Regions from separate parts of the Gossypium arboreum genome. Here regions 1 and 2 are each linked to region 3. Evidence: chromatin contacts called from public Hi-C data. All regions are on one chromosome and are shown on one strand. The core of a region is the stretch at or near the end of the contact, and the rest is flanking DNA. Distances in the headings are between cores, read along the strand shown.

Region 1 (4,893 bases), core at 877-3,376, 220 kb before region 3:
CATATGGGAGCAGTTTTTAATAGAGCACCGCCAAGAGGCACAGAGGGGTGAACTTTAGCCGACCGCTTCACCAGCCGACCTATCAGTCTAGCCACTTGCTTTTTTCCATCCTCTTTTGGTTTTGTCACCATACTCCAATCCCACAAATCCACAACTGGAAATTCTAGCAAGGGCTCATCTTTGCAACGTGTGACTTGTCCGTATTGGGCTCGCCAGTTCTCTTCATCCCATGTATCACCTGAATGAAAATTTTCCAGTGTGTTCATTTAGACTCGTGGAACTTGTCCCACAGGAATCCCTTAAGAGTTAAAATTTGTAGGCAAAACTGAAGTAGATGTTTATTTCAAATAAATTGGATATCAGTCAAATGTAACAATAGCAACGTTGTCGCAAGACCTTCATATGGGACAACTTCACTTGAACCGCCCAAACCAAAGCTTTCCTCTGGGATCCATTCACCCTCTTCCAACTCGTACATCTCATCATTTCCTGCCCCTCAACAGAACACCGTTAGATAAGTTTCAGAACATAACCAACTTTTTACAATCATCTTCAGAAGCTAGCAAGCGTTTAGAAATTTTGAACAAGCAAATTTGTGACAAACCATCAGTAGGAAACTTGAAATTCTCTTTTTCGTCTGTTTCCAACGAAATACTTGCATCAGCAGCAGAATTGGCAGCTAAGTTATACCCAGAAAGATAAAGGTCTATGAGTGTGTCTTCTAACCTGAATCAAGATGATACCTCAGTAAGAAAACACGTAATCAACTAGTTCAACCAAAATATAGGATATAAAATGTCAGAAGTAGCAAACCACTCTGATGGTGGTGGTGGCTGCTCAGATGCTTGAGCACTGGTGTCCTCTATCGGACCTGGTAATCAGAAGTACCGAGAATTGGTTTAAAGCACTAGAGCGAAAGAGAATCCAATCAACAGAACATTATTTACAAAAGTAGAACTTATTTTTGAGATGAAATTTTGTACTAATGAATCAGATTCACAGATTGCACCGCTCAAAGAAAACTTGTTCCTTCAACTACCCTTCAATCATTCCACAGCATAATATTGAGTAAAGAGAAATTTTACCTGTACTAGTAGATTCATCAGCAACATTTATAGTAGTATTCTGAGCATCAACTTCATTGCCCTGAGACGAAGAGCGATTATACTCGGGACCATTATAAGACGCAGTGGCACAAGGCTCATCTAAAACAGAATTATCAGCCACAGCTCCTTCCTGCAAAATCATTTTGGAATCAAAAACCTAACATGAAAAGCATACCGAACATAGGATTAATCATCCAGATAAAAGAAGGTATGAGCTAACTACCATGTCCAAAAGCACATAATTTCCATTCTCAAATGTGTAATAGAGACCATCTTTACTGCTATAGTACCATCCGGCATCAGGATCATGGTAAAATCCACTACTGCAACAAATCAAACGAAGGCGTACGGTGCCAAAATGAACAAAAGATCATTGAGAGAGACAGAGAGAGGAAAAAAAAACCAATTGTATGACATTGGGATAGAATCATCGAAGTTTAAAGGAAAAAAAAATCTACAATTAATTTCTCAAATATAAAAAGTAATTTCATAAAAATGAGAGGAAGAATTAATAGTAATAGTTTATAGATAAATAAAAAATAAAATAGAAAATTTGAAGTAAATAAATAAATCAACCTGGCATGAAAATAGAGGTGAGTTTGAGGATCCCATACAAAAGAGTAATCGCTGCTGCTCTGCAAGTCCAACTCAGTGGAATCAGCCATTGTTTTATCACTTTCTTTGTCCTTCCTTTTCATGTGAAGAAATTTAATTTATAGAGTACCAAAATTGAAGGAACAAAAAGGAAAAGAGAGGGATGTTATTGTAAAGCCCCAAATGAAGAAGAAAAGACCCACCCCAACTTTACAATCAAATAACTTAATTCTCCATGAATGTGCCGAAATGAAATTTAACATAGAAAAACTACTTTAATGAAGAAGGGAGGGAACAGAGGCAGAAGCATAAGAGAAACAGAAAGGAAAAAAAAAGGGTTAAAAAACATTAAAAAATTTAGTTTACACCGTTAATAATTTTTATTAACTATTTTGATAATTCCAAATTGATGGAATTGTATTTTGCTGACGACATAAGAGGGAGGGATCCACCAATAGAGTTATACTACATGCTAGGTGTCATTATTTGTTTTTCTCTATAAAATATAACTACTTTTGGTATATACCATCACAACTTATCATTCAAAATAATTTTAATTTCACTTACCAAAAACATTAATTATGTGTAGTATTAAAATAAATTTAATATTCCATGAATACAACCTTAAATTTTATTTAAAATTATTATACATTTTAATTTATGCATAACATTACTAAAAACATTTTCTTTCATATATCTAAACTTGTTCATGGGTCAAGCTATCCGATTCAGTCTGAAACTCTGCTCGAAAAGTGTTAGGATTTAGACAAAAATATAGACCCAACAAATAGAAACAATAAGACATATTTAAAAATAGGTCGGGCCTTGGATAATGTATTTTTTGCCCGGCCCAACCCAAATTCACAAAAGGACAATTTTTTTACTATTTTTGTTGTTTTGATGATATTTTTTTGTTGTTTTATTTCTCTATTTTACTATCTTTTACTATTATATTAGTACTATTTTATTATTATTGTTTAGATAATATATAACATTATTTTTGTTAATTTTATTATTATTTTAAAAATATTTACTTGTTAAATTACAACTATTTTAATGTTATTATTCAATCTTATTTTTATTTAAATTCAAGTCAGAAACTGCTTAGGATTAAAATTTTTCTACCTATTTAATATGTATACATCTTACCGATAAATATAATTGCTTTATATATATGAATTCGGTATTTTTTTGGTGTTTTATTTATATTGCTTCTTAAGCCCAATTTATACCCAGGGCCCAATACATTTAAAACCCAAAACAATTAACAAAACAAACTTAACCCAATCTCTAAGCCCAATACAAACCATTACCCAAACCCTAAACCCATCAGACTTAAACCCAAAACAACCTTAACAGCCCAGCAAAATTAAAGAAAAATTAAAACTCTAGCATCTAACGCCCTCAGCCGCCGCAACCGTGGAGGTTCCCAAGCACCGCACGTCGCGCGTCCCTCCGCGTCGTGCACTCCTCTACTAGGCCACATCAAAGACGTGCTCAAATGAACCTACAAACAAGCAAAATAAGTTGTAAAATAGGCTATAAAAGTCTTTGGAAAGTATTGTAATGGGTTTTTTTTTTTTTTAGAAAAAAGAGGGAGATAGATACAAAAATCAAACATATACAGAAATCAATAGCAACAATATTGGTTAAAGCGATTCTAAGTCCCATTTTTCTTTCTATTTTTTGGCTGCTGTCTCTTTGATTTATCTACTGCTTGAAAAAACAACAAAAGGGGAAAAGGGGAACTCGCCTTTGGTTCATCGATTGGAGCATCGGTTTAGGTCTTTTCCCTTTGTTCTCTTGATGTTGAGAGGCGACTAAGTCTCTGAGTATGGCCTGAGCGGAGTCGAAGACTCTCTTCACGCATTACCGACTACCAAATTTAATGGTGGTACTGTGGAGGCTAAAACCTACAGGGTTTTTTAGAGTAAAAGAGAAAGCTTTTGGTTTTCTAAGGAAAAGGGTTTTAATGTTGTAAGAAAAAAACAAAATAATGGTCAATTAATTTTGAAACAGTACTTTGGGGGGTGAAAAGTAGTCTGCGCATTAATCCATATGTTGGATTTGCTCATTCTCCCCTTTAAGGGGTTATTTGCGTAGTTAGTTCCCCATCTCTGCATTGCTGTCCAATTAGGCCAATGTTTTCTCTTTTATTTTTTTTAAAATTTTGCCCAGGAACTTTATATCAGTTTAGTTTTAATCCTTGCCTAAACACGGTGTTTTGGGGTTTTGGGATATTTTCCGCTTAAATCCCCGAATATGTGGGCGCATGTTTTTCGGTCCTTGATCCTGTTCTAATAATTTGCTTTGTTTATAAATTATCCCTTTAGTTTTACTTTTATTTCAATTAAGTTTCTTGGTTATTCATTTTTTTTAAAATATACTATTTAAACATATGATTTTGAATTATTTTATTTCATACTGTTTTATTTTCATTTGAATTTTTTTTATATTTTATCTCATAGCACACTTTTTTGATTTTTTTGTTATAAGTATTCTTTGCTTTAATATTACGCTATTATTTTTATTAAATTGCTTGTATTGTATATATATACTATTTGGTTTAAATTGATATACAAATATAGATATGGTTTTGTATAATTCATTTTAGCTTACTTCACGTGACATTTATTCTAAAATTAGTTTATATATTATTATTTTACATATTAATATTTTTCCTTTTCTCTTCATTTCATGTGAATTATTTATTTATATGCATACTATTTGCCTAGAAGTATTTATATTTTGTATATTATGTATTTTGTTTTTAGTATTTTTCAAAACTCCTTCATATATTACTCGTTTTTTGTTGTTTGTATATAGGTGATTTCACATTTTTCATTTCTCACATTATTAATTCTTCTTTATTTTAAAACTTGCTTCATTTCATTTGTGTTCATTTGCTTGGCACTTTTCTAAAAATTGAATTGTAATTCATTGGCCTTTGTGTGTTAATATTAGTCTTTGCATAAAGTATATAGCCATTACATATACCTTCTTGTCATATGATTATGATTTATTTGCCTAGAACTTTTGCCATGTAATATTATGCATGTTCGTGATTATGTTCTTATCTCCTGCTATCATTGTGATTTAAATTCCAACTTATGTGGCCAACATCAGTGGTTTCATTTCTTCTCCAAACAAACCCAAACAAGTATATTTTGATTCGGCTTTTATCATCGTTAAT
Region 2 (4,482 bases), core at 236-2,735, 180 kb before region 3:
ATGTTTCGATTTAGACCCGTGTTATCTTAAGTTTTATATGGTTTTTGTTTTATTTTTCCATTGTTTAACAAGTCTTCAGTTTTAGAAGTTTTTATTTATTCTTGTAACACGTTTTTTAGTTTTACTTATGTATGCAATAGTAATTTTACAAATGATTTTGGGATGATTTTATTGGCGTTCTCTCTAATTTGATGAATACTCGATTTTTTTGTTGATATTTGCTTGCCACTTTGGACCATCTGGTGCTGATTTCCTTATCGTCATTGAATGAATTAATTTACCTTTCAAAAAAAACTCTAATATAGTGTTTGAAAAATCTCTAATATTGGATTTGGGTGTAATTGTTTATAATTATATAATGGTGATATGTTTGAATAACCATTGTAATTGATGGTCTCACTAAATAGGGTGTAAGTAGAACACTTCAATTACACTTTTTAATTTTTCAAGGGAGTGGAATTGGACTAATTACTCAGTTAATTACAAACAAATTTAATTTAAATTTTTTTATACAAGTTATAAATATTATAGTATAAGTATAATTGTGTATGAGTGTTTGTGATAATTATGGTAAAATAAAATTTAAATTATAAATCTAAAAATTATATATAAAAATAATTTGTTCATTTTACAAAATTATTAACATTTATATTATTTAAATCCTAAAAGAATTCTAAATTTATGGCTAAAAGTTTATTATAAAAATGTTATAAAGAGTTATAATATATTTATTTATATAAAAGTTATGGCCTGTTCAAACTATATATTATAAAAATAATATACTTATTCATAAAAATGTTAGAGTTTTTTTTATCATAACTTATTTATTGTTCTAAAAATATTTTTCAACTTAACAACATCACCTTAGTATAGCATAAGTAAAAAAGAAAAGGTTGGATCGTACTAGCATGTTGCATATTTCATAATTTCAACCATAGAGGAAATTAAGACGATCTATACTTTGTAAAGTACATGAAAGAATAAAATCTTAATAATCTTAATGATGCAAATTCAAATTCAGATGATAATGAACTTAATCGGTGACCAATAGATGATAAGAAGTATATGTTAAATATTAAAAGAGAATAACTCAACAAGTATACATTGCAACAATTAGAAAAAATTTCGTATGATGTTTATTTTTCACTATTTTTATTAGTAATCCTGTTATCAACTATTTTTTAAAACTAATAATATATATAATGATTTGATTTTAATTTTTGTTACTTGTTTAGAAACTATTTTTATCATACTTAATATTTTTAAAAATATAAATTATGTAATTTATACAATCAAATATAACATATAAAATTACGATATAATTATACCCTCTCGACTAAATATGTGTTAAGGAATTAAAATTCCTTATAATTACAAATTACTACACATTTGTTCAATTAGTTTGTGTTGTTGAAATAAATCTTAAATGAATTAACTTTGGTGCAAATATTAAAAAATTCAAAAGAAAAGAAAGATGGGTGTAAATAGGCTGGTGGGCTGAAAAAAAAGAAGCCAACAAATGTAGAGAAAAGAAAAAGGTGGGAGGACATTTTGGTAATTGGAGGCGCAATTTCTTGTCCGGAGAAGTAACAACTGCCCAGGCTTGAGCAAAATGGGGTGTGCTCTGCAATTCTCAATAGACTCCCCACCAAAAAAAAAGTCCAACAAAATTAAACGCTCTCTCTCTCCCATCGCATCCCATATTTGAATTCCCTCAAACAAAACAAAGTTTATGGCTTTTCAAGGGAAGAAACTCATCAACAATCCCGACGGTTTGCTTTTTTTCTTTCCTTCACCATTTCCTCCTTCTATTACTCTAATATCCCCTCTCAATTTTCTTTTCCAACCATAAACCTGCAAACTTAATTTTCTGTTCTTTTCTGTTACACACTTCTCTTCCTTTCTCTATCTCTTCATCTTCTTTTTTTTTTTCTTTTTGAAGTTCACGATAGTATTTGCTCGCATTTCCTAATTTCATGTTTCCTTGTGTTCGTATTGGGAAATTTTGGATTTTTTTTTATTGTTTTTGTGCTTTGCCCTTTGCTTATCGTTTACAAAATGGATGATGCATGTAATTTTTGTATATTACTTGAATAATAGTGTTTTTTTTTTTGCTTATTATTTGATTAGTTGTTTTATGTTTCTGTAGTTTCCTTCATTTGGTCTTGAGTAAATGAAAGCTGATAATGAAACAAGGCTATTTGCTGAAATAGGGAAAACAAACAAGGGTTTAGAAAAGATTCCTACTGTTTCTTTTCCTAGATTTTCTGCGTCAATCACACTGTGTTAGGCTATATCAAGCTATATTTACTCTTTGTTTCTCATTTGCATTACTTTACTATGCTCTTTCCACCAACGATTTGCCGATTCTAGATTTCTGCTTTGTGAAGAAAACCATTTTTGAATTTCTTTTGTTATGGTGGTGGCAGATGTGGTGACTGAATTTATTGAGGGTCTTGTGGAAACATATCCCGGACTCCAATACTTGGATGGTTTCCCGGAGGTGATTTTGTTTTCCGCTTTGCTTATGTTTAGTCAGTGAATTAGACTTTATAAACACAAACCGATTACTTGTTTGTTTCCAGGTGAAAGTTGTAATTCGTGCTGATGCTTCTGGTGCAACATATGACAAGGTTGCAATCATATCAGGTTCGATCCCTACAAAGCTGCTAACATCTGATATCTGTCTTAGTTTGTTCAAATTGAAATTTAAATTCTATACTTTGTTACCTTTAATACTTTTTAAGCTATGGTGATTTCTAGACAGCATTTAAAGCTGCAGTCACCTTTTGGCTTTTTTGTTTCTACTGGTTTTTGCAATCAACTAGTTTAGTTTGCCCTTTGTTAGGTAATTTTGGGATCAAACTTGTAGTTTCCCTTAGCATGTATGCTCATTATTCTGACTGTCCAGAACCAATTATGGATTACTTGCAATGCATCATTGGGCATAAACTTTGAGAGCATGAATGATTCTTTTTTTCCTCGTCTCTACACTTCTCATTGAAATTTATTTTCTTTCCATGTAGCCACATATGCTTTACCTGTATGGGTTTTGTTTATGTATATGGATATTCCATGTTACATCTTGTTTACTTTTCTACAAGGTTGTATTTAAAAAGAAAATAAGTAAAGAAAAGGAATGTGAAAAGGTATACTGGGTTTTTCTGCCTTAGGAAATGATGGTCATTCCAAGTGATATTGGGTCTCTTGGAATCTACTTTGGCTAATAAAATTGTGAAAAATAGTACATTGCTAATTTTGTTTAATATAATTTGTGACATAGGAGGTGGAAGTGGGCATGAACCAGCACATGCTGGATTTGTGGGAGAAGGGATGCTGACGGCTTCCATTTGTGGAGATGTTTTTGCTTCTCCTTCTGTTGATTCAATTTTAGCAGTATGCTTTCTGTTTCCCACCTCTTTTTGGTGGTTTAGAAGGAAATGTATCATCCTGCTAATTATCATTGACATCTTCATGTTTGTGCCTGAAATTAATTCATCAGGGCATTCGAGCTGTTACTGGTCCTATGGGATGCCTTCTGATAGTAATGGTATTTCTCTTTCCTAATTAATCAAGTTACAGGTTTATATGACATCAGTTGTTGTATTGGGGGATTTAATGCTATCATGATGTGTGCTTTAAACTTTTCAATGCTTTAGAAGATATCTCTGTTTAATTATCTCCAACCCCACCAACCCTGCCTCAATTAAATAAGGAGGTGAACCGGGGTGGAGATGGTGGTGATTGAAAGAGGTAAGTAAAATGAAATACCCTTAACAAACTCGTTAATGTAAAGGTTAGAAGCATGTTTAATCATGAAGCAACGAGCATACTATGGCTAATATTTCTTTGCTCTAATTCATGGTATAACTTGGATTGGACAGAATTATACTGGTGATCGTTTGAATTTTGGGTTGGCTGCTGAGCAAGCAAGGTCCGAAGGTTATAAAATAGAAGTATGTTTTCATCCTAGACATAATCTCTTGAAAGAACACTTTCATTTCTTTGAATGTCCAAAATTTTATGAGGGAGAATAAAATCAATATATGCATACAATTCCTTCTCTTTGCAGACGGTAATTGTTGGAGATGATTGTGCATTACCTCCGCTTCTAGGCATTGCTGGACGAAGAGGCTTGGCAGGAACTATTTTTGTTAATAAGGTTCTTTCTCTCTGTCTCTCTCTCTAGCAAAGTAGCTTTTTCCCCCTTACAAATCATATTTTCACTAAAATTTTGCAATTGATCCTCTTCTCCTTTGTGGAATGCAGATTGCTGGGGCTGCAGCTGCAGCTGGCCTTTCTCTTGCTGATGTTGCTGCTGAGGCAAAACGTGCATCTCAGATGGTGGGAACTATGGGCGTAGCATTATCTGTTTGCACGTTGCCTGGTCAGGTTACTTCTGATCGCTTGGGCCCTGGAAAGATGGAACTTGGTCTGGGAATTGTGAGTTACTTTATACCTGTGTTTCTGCAAAACCATATG
Region 3 (4,407 bases), core at 1,294-3,793:
CATACATCATGTCATCAAGTAACATATATTTAAAACAGGTCTATTTGCTATTTTGGTTCTTTGGTTAATTGTTATTTAAGTCCTCAAGCCTTAATCTAATTAAAAATCTATAATGATTAAAATTTTACAATTTAGTCCCTGAGCCATACTCACTCACAAATTTGGTTAAATCACTTAACCAAATTTCAATTCATCAATATGATAATCCCATAAATATCTCTACTAAACATTTTTGGACTCGGTTTACAAAAGTAGGGTCCCATCGCCTTCTTCGACACCATTGGAAACCGAATCATTACACTATACCTTATAAATTGGTTTAAAATCAAATTTAATTTTATCATAATTTTTATAAGTGGTAAGATTTGAACAAATCTGTCAAAGTAACTAAATATTTTTTTATAGATGAGTGTCAATCTATTTAAAAAAGAGGGTTAATGACATTTGAGATTCTTTTGCGGTGAAGAGAGAAATCATCACAATGAATAAAGGCCGAAACCTATTGTAAATATGATATTTTCATTCTTTTTGTTTTTGGTTTTATTTTTTATTTTCTAATTATACGTTAAATTTTAGGTTAATAGTTGAAACAACGTTGCTTTAACCACATCAATTAAAAATTGGCACATTGTCATGCTATGTCAACACTGTTACTTTTTCCATTATAAATAAACTAATTTGATTTGACTTTGAAACGTTGAAAGTAAAAGGGTTAAATATGATATTAGTACCTGAACTTGTCCACTTCTCCCAGATTTGTACCTATAGTTTTTTTTTTCCTAAATTGGTAACCGAACTTTTGTTTCATCCACTAGTTTGGTACATGAGACTAACATTGTTAATTTTTTGTTGATATGGCAACACTGACCAATCGTACACCTCCACGTGGAATCCTCTTGTTCCTCCTTTTTCTTATTGTTTTTATTTTCTTTTTTTTTTATTTTCCCACCTCTATCTTTTTTCTTTTCTTTTTTTCTTTTTATTTTTCTTTTGTTGGATATGCTTCTACACTTCATCTTTTTTCCCTTAAAAACTCTCAAAATTTTTCCTCACTTTCTCACCATCCAATCACCACCAAAATCCAATTACACAAGTTTCAAAAATTTCCTCTACATAATCCATGGAAGCCTCTTTTGAGTTATTTTCCTTTTCAACCTTTTTTGAGTTATTTTCCTTTTCACTTTGGGTTTTTTATCGCTCTTGAAGTTTTTACCTGATCAAGAATGCAAGATTAAAATTATTTATGTTTGAAAAACATGTTTATGGAAAATCTTGAACCCCTAGACAGAATCAATGTTTAAAATAAAATCTTTGAAAAACTTTTTCGAACATTACAAAAACTTGCAGAATACCAATCGACTACACAATTTCAAAAACAATCTCAAAAAAAATAAAAACTATCAAAACATCAACCGGCTACACAATCTCAGAACAAAAAAAAAACTTGCATGCATGTTAAGCTTTTGGGGTTTGGGGATTTTAAGCTCAATTTTTTATTGACAAAGGGAGGAGGCTCCGACGATAGCGGCCTCACCTAGGTTTAACCCTTAAGCCGTGAGGAGGTCACCATCTCCATAGATTTGTTGAGCCCTAAAAGAAGAGAAAATTTTGGCTATTTAGGTTTCCCAAATTTTCTTGAAAAAGAACAAAAGAAAGATTTTTTAGGAGAAAAGAGAACAAAAAGCAAAGGACGGAGGAGAAAGAAAAGAGGAGCAGTATTTGTTGTTATTATTGTTATCTTCATTGCTATTTTGAACATTGGGAAAATTTTGGGAGAGTTTGAGGAGGAAAGAGGAAAGAAAGAAGTGTAGAAGGCACACCCAAAACAAAAAATAAAATAAAATAAGAAAATAAAAGAAAAATGAGAATGAGGGAAATTTTTCTTTAAAAAAAAAAGAAGGCCAAATAGGATGCCACGTGGTGGCATATGATTGGTCAGTGCTACCACGTAGAAAAAAATTAACGCCATTAGTTTCAGGTACCAAACTAGTAGAGGAGAGAAAAGTTCGAGTACCAATTTGAGAAAAAAATTATAAGTACCAATCTGGGAGAAGTGTATAAGTTTAAGTACTAATTTATATTTAACCCAAAGCAAATTTATTCCAAAAAAATAAGGGTAAGTTTGCCATAGATAAATGTTAAGGTTTTTTTTTTTGTGCCATTATGCTTTTTACTTAAAAAATATAATTTATTAAAAGGTATATTGGTGATTTCAACATTTTAAAATTTTTATTAAAAAATCTATTAAAGGATATATTTATCATTTCATCATTTTTCTTACTTATGTATAATCGGTGTTTTAGTAGAAATTTAACGCTAAGTGACCATAAAATTGGTAAATAAATTCGAGAATTTTTTCCCAAAATTGAAGGCTATGAGAGACGATGGTTAAAGGACGTTAAGATTTGAGGGCTTATTTTGCGTTTGAGCCGAAATCTGTTAGATTAAATGGGTTTTTATCTCTTCGTAGTAAAAGTATGGATGGAGTTGAGGCCCAACACAGAAAGCAAAATATTCAACATTAAAAGAAAAATAAAGCAGACTAGACTATTTAATAATAGGATTAACTTATTTTACTCATAAAAGGGGCGAGTGAAAGCGAGAACAGAGTCTGAGATCCCCAAATTGGCGAGTGACAGAGAAAAGCGAGTGGAAGGAAAGCAGGAAACCCTAAATCTCCCAACCCCCCCCCCCCCAACTCTCTACGCGCCCTTAACTCCACTCGCCTTCGGTTTTCGCAGAATCATCACTCATTCTATTTCCACCTCCACTTCAGGTGTTCCTTTATTTTAATCCCCGCCCCCTCTCAACTATTTTGCTTTCCAATTCTGCCTTTTGAATTTTCGCAATTTCCCTGTTCTTTTTCTTCTAAATTTTCTATTTCGATCCCATCATCCCCAAATTTATTTTCGTTTTCTTTATTCTTCTGTTTTAATATTAAATTCATTATATGATTGAAACCTTCCCGATTTTATTTAATTCTGTAATTGTGATTGATTTTCTGGGTTCATCTCTTTCGAAATTATTTGGTCACATGAATCTTAGTTTGCGGATATTATATTATTAGTTGCTTGCCTAATCTTGTTACCTAATTTATGGCTAAAATCCTTAAAAGTTGTTAAAATTGTAGCCTTTTTGTTCGTTTGGAATGTTGGTATTAGGGAAAAGGTCTTCATGTATCAACTTATAGCTAAGGAAATTTGAAATACCCATCATGTATGTAGCTTTGGGATTTGCTTCCTTTATAGATACATGTATATCCAGGATTGTCCAAGAGCTAAAGAGGACTTCAATTAGTTTGTCTATCTTTTATAATTATAGTAGGCTATTGTGAATTGCTTTTTGTCATGGGTTCTTTATGCTGACATGATGGCGTCCTTCTACATTTTAATTTTTTCAGGTGCAGTCAGGAAAACAGTTAGTTGAAGTAAACAAGTTTCAATCATGGACATAGATCTTAGGTTACCTTCTGGTGAACAGTGTAAGGAAGATGAAGATGCAAATGGAATTGATAATATGCTAGATGGTGATGAATCACTGCATAATGGAATGGTTCAAGTTGTAGGAGAGGATATGCGTGCTGAAGATGGTGGGGAAATGCATTCTTCTGCTGTGGATATGGTGACCTTCAAGGAGGATACGAATCTTGAGCCACTTTCTGGTATGGAGTTTGAATCACATGGAGAAGCATATTCATTTTATCAAGAATATGCTCGGTCTATGGGATTCAACACAGCTATACAAAATAGCCGACGTTCGAAGACTTCAAGAGAATTTATTGATGCAAAGTTTGCCTGTTCTAGATATGGGACCAAAAGGGAATATGACAAATCCTTTAACCGGCCACGAGCTAGACAAAGCAAGCAAGACCCTGAAAATGCAACTGGTCGGCGATCATGTTCGAAGACGGATTGTAAAGCAAGTATGCATGTGAAGAGAAGGCCTGATGGAAAATGGGTTATACATAGTTTTGTGAAAGAACATAACCATGAACTTTTGCCAGCCCAAGCTGTCAGTGAACAGACCAGAAGGATGTATGCTGCAATGGCTAGACAATTTGCTGAATATAAAAATGTTGTTGGTCTGAAGAATGATCCCAAAAATCCATTTGATAAAGGTCGAAATTTGGCATTAGAAGCTGCTGATGTTAAGATTTTACTTGAATTTTTCACACACATGCAGAGCATAAATTCAAACTTCTTTTATGCAGTAGACCTGGGTGAAGATCAGCGTCTGAAGAGTTTGTTTTGGGTTGATTCAAAGAGTAGGCATGATTACAGTTATTTCTGTGATGCTGTGTCTTTTGATACCACTTATGTTACAAACAAATATAAGATGCCTCTTGCACTATTTATTGGAGTAAACCACCACTACCAGTGCATTCCGCTTGGATGTGCATTGGTATCA

The links. A called contact is a pair of places that touch in the nucleus more often than the background predicts.
Region 1: a contact with region 3 is called in a Hi-C map of leaf, with 3 times the contacts expected there. The contact joins the promoter of LOC108473501 here to the promoter of LOC108473546 in region 3. A contact is called at or near these places in 2 of 5 Hi-C or Micro-C datasets (both in leaf).
Region 2: a contact with region 3 is called in a Hi-C map of leaf, with 5 times the contacts expected there. The contact joins the promoter of LOC108474107 here to the promoter of LOC108473546 in region 3. A contact is called at or near these places in 2 of 5 Hi-C or Micro-C datasets (both in leaf).

Annotation. Positions count from the first base shown.
Region 1 is chr3:70,630,960-70,635,852 of ASM2569848v2, forward strand. It overlaps LOC108473501, which reads right to left and starts at 2,127. Exons shown (of 11, transcript XM_017775097.2): 1 at 1,683-2,127; 2 at 1,330-1,429; 3 at 1,086-1,236; 4 at 814-871; 5 at 605-726; 6 at 397-489; 7 at 1-238. The coding sequence starts at 1,804.
Region 2 is chr3:70,673,491-70,677,972 of ASM2569848v2, forward strand. LOC108474107 (putative 3,4-dihydroxy-2-butanone kinase) reads left to right here and starts at 1,486. Exons shown (of 20, transcript XM_017776015.2): 1 at 1,486-1,772; 2 at 2,430-2,503; 3 at 2,586-2,649; 4 at 3,284-3,396; 5 at 3,503-3,550; 6 at 3,885-3,956; 7 at 4,073-4,162; 8 at 4,270-4,443. The coding sequence starts at 1,733.
Region 3 is chr3:70,850,226-70,854,632 of ASM2569848v2, forward strand. It overlaps LOC108473546 (protein FAR-RED ELONGATED HYPOCOTYL 3), which reads left to right and starts at 2,544. Exons shown (of 9, transcript XM_017775189.2): 1 at 2,544-2,776; 2 at 3,401-4,407. The coding sequence starts at 3,445.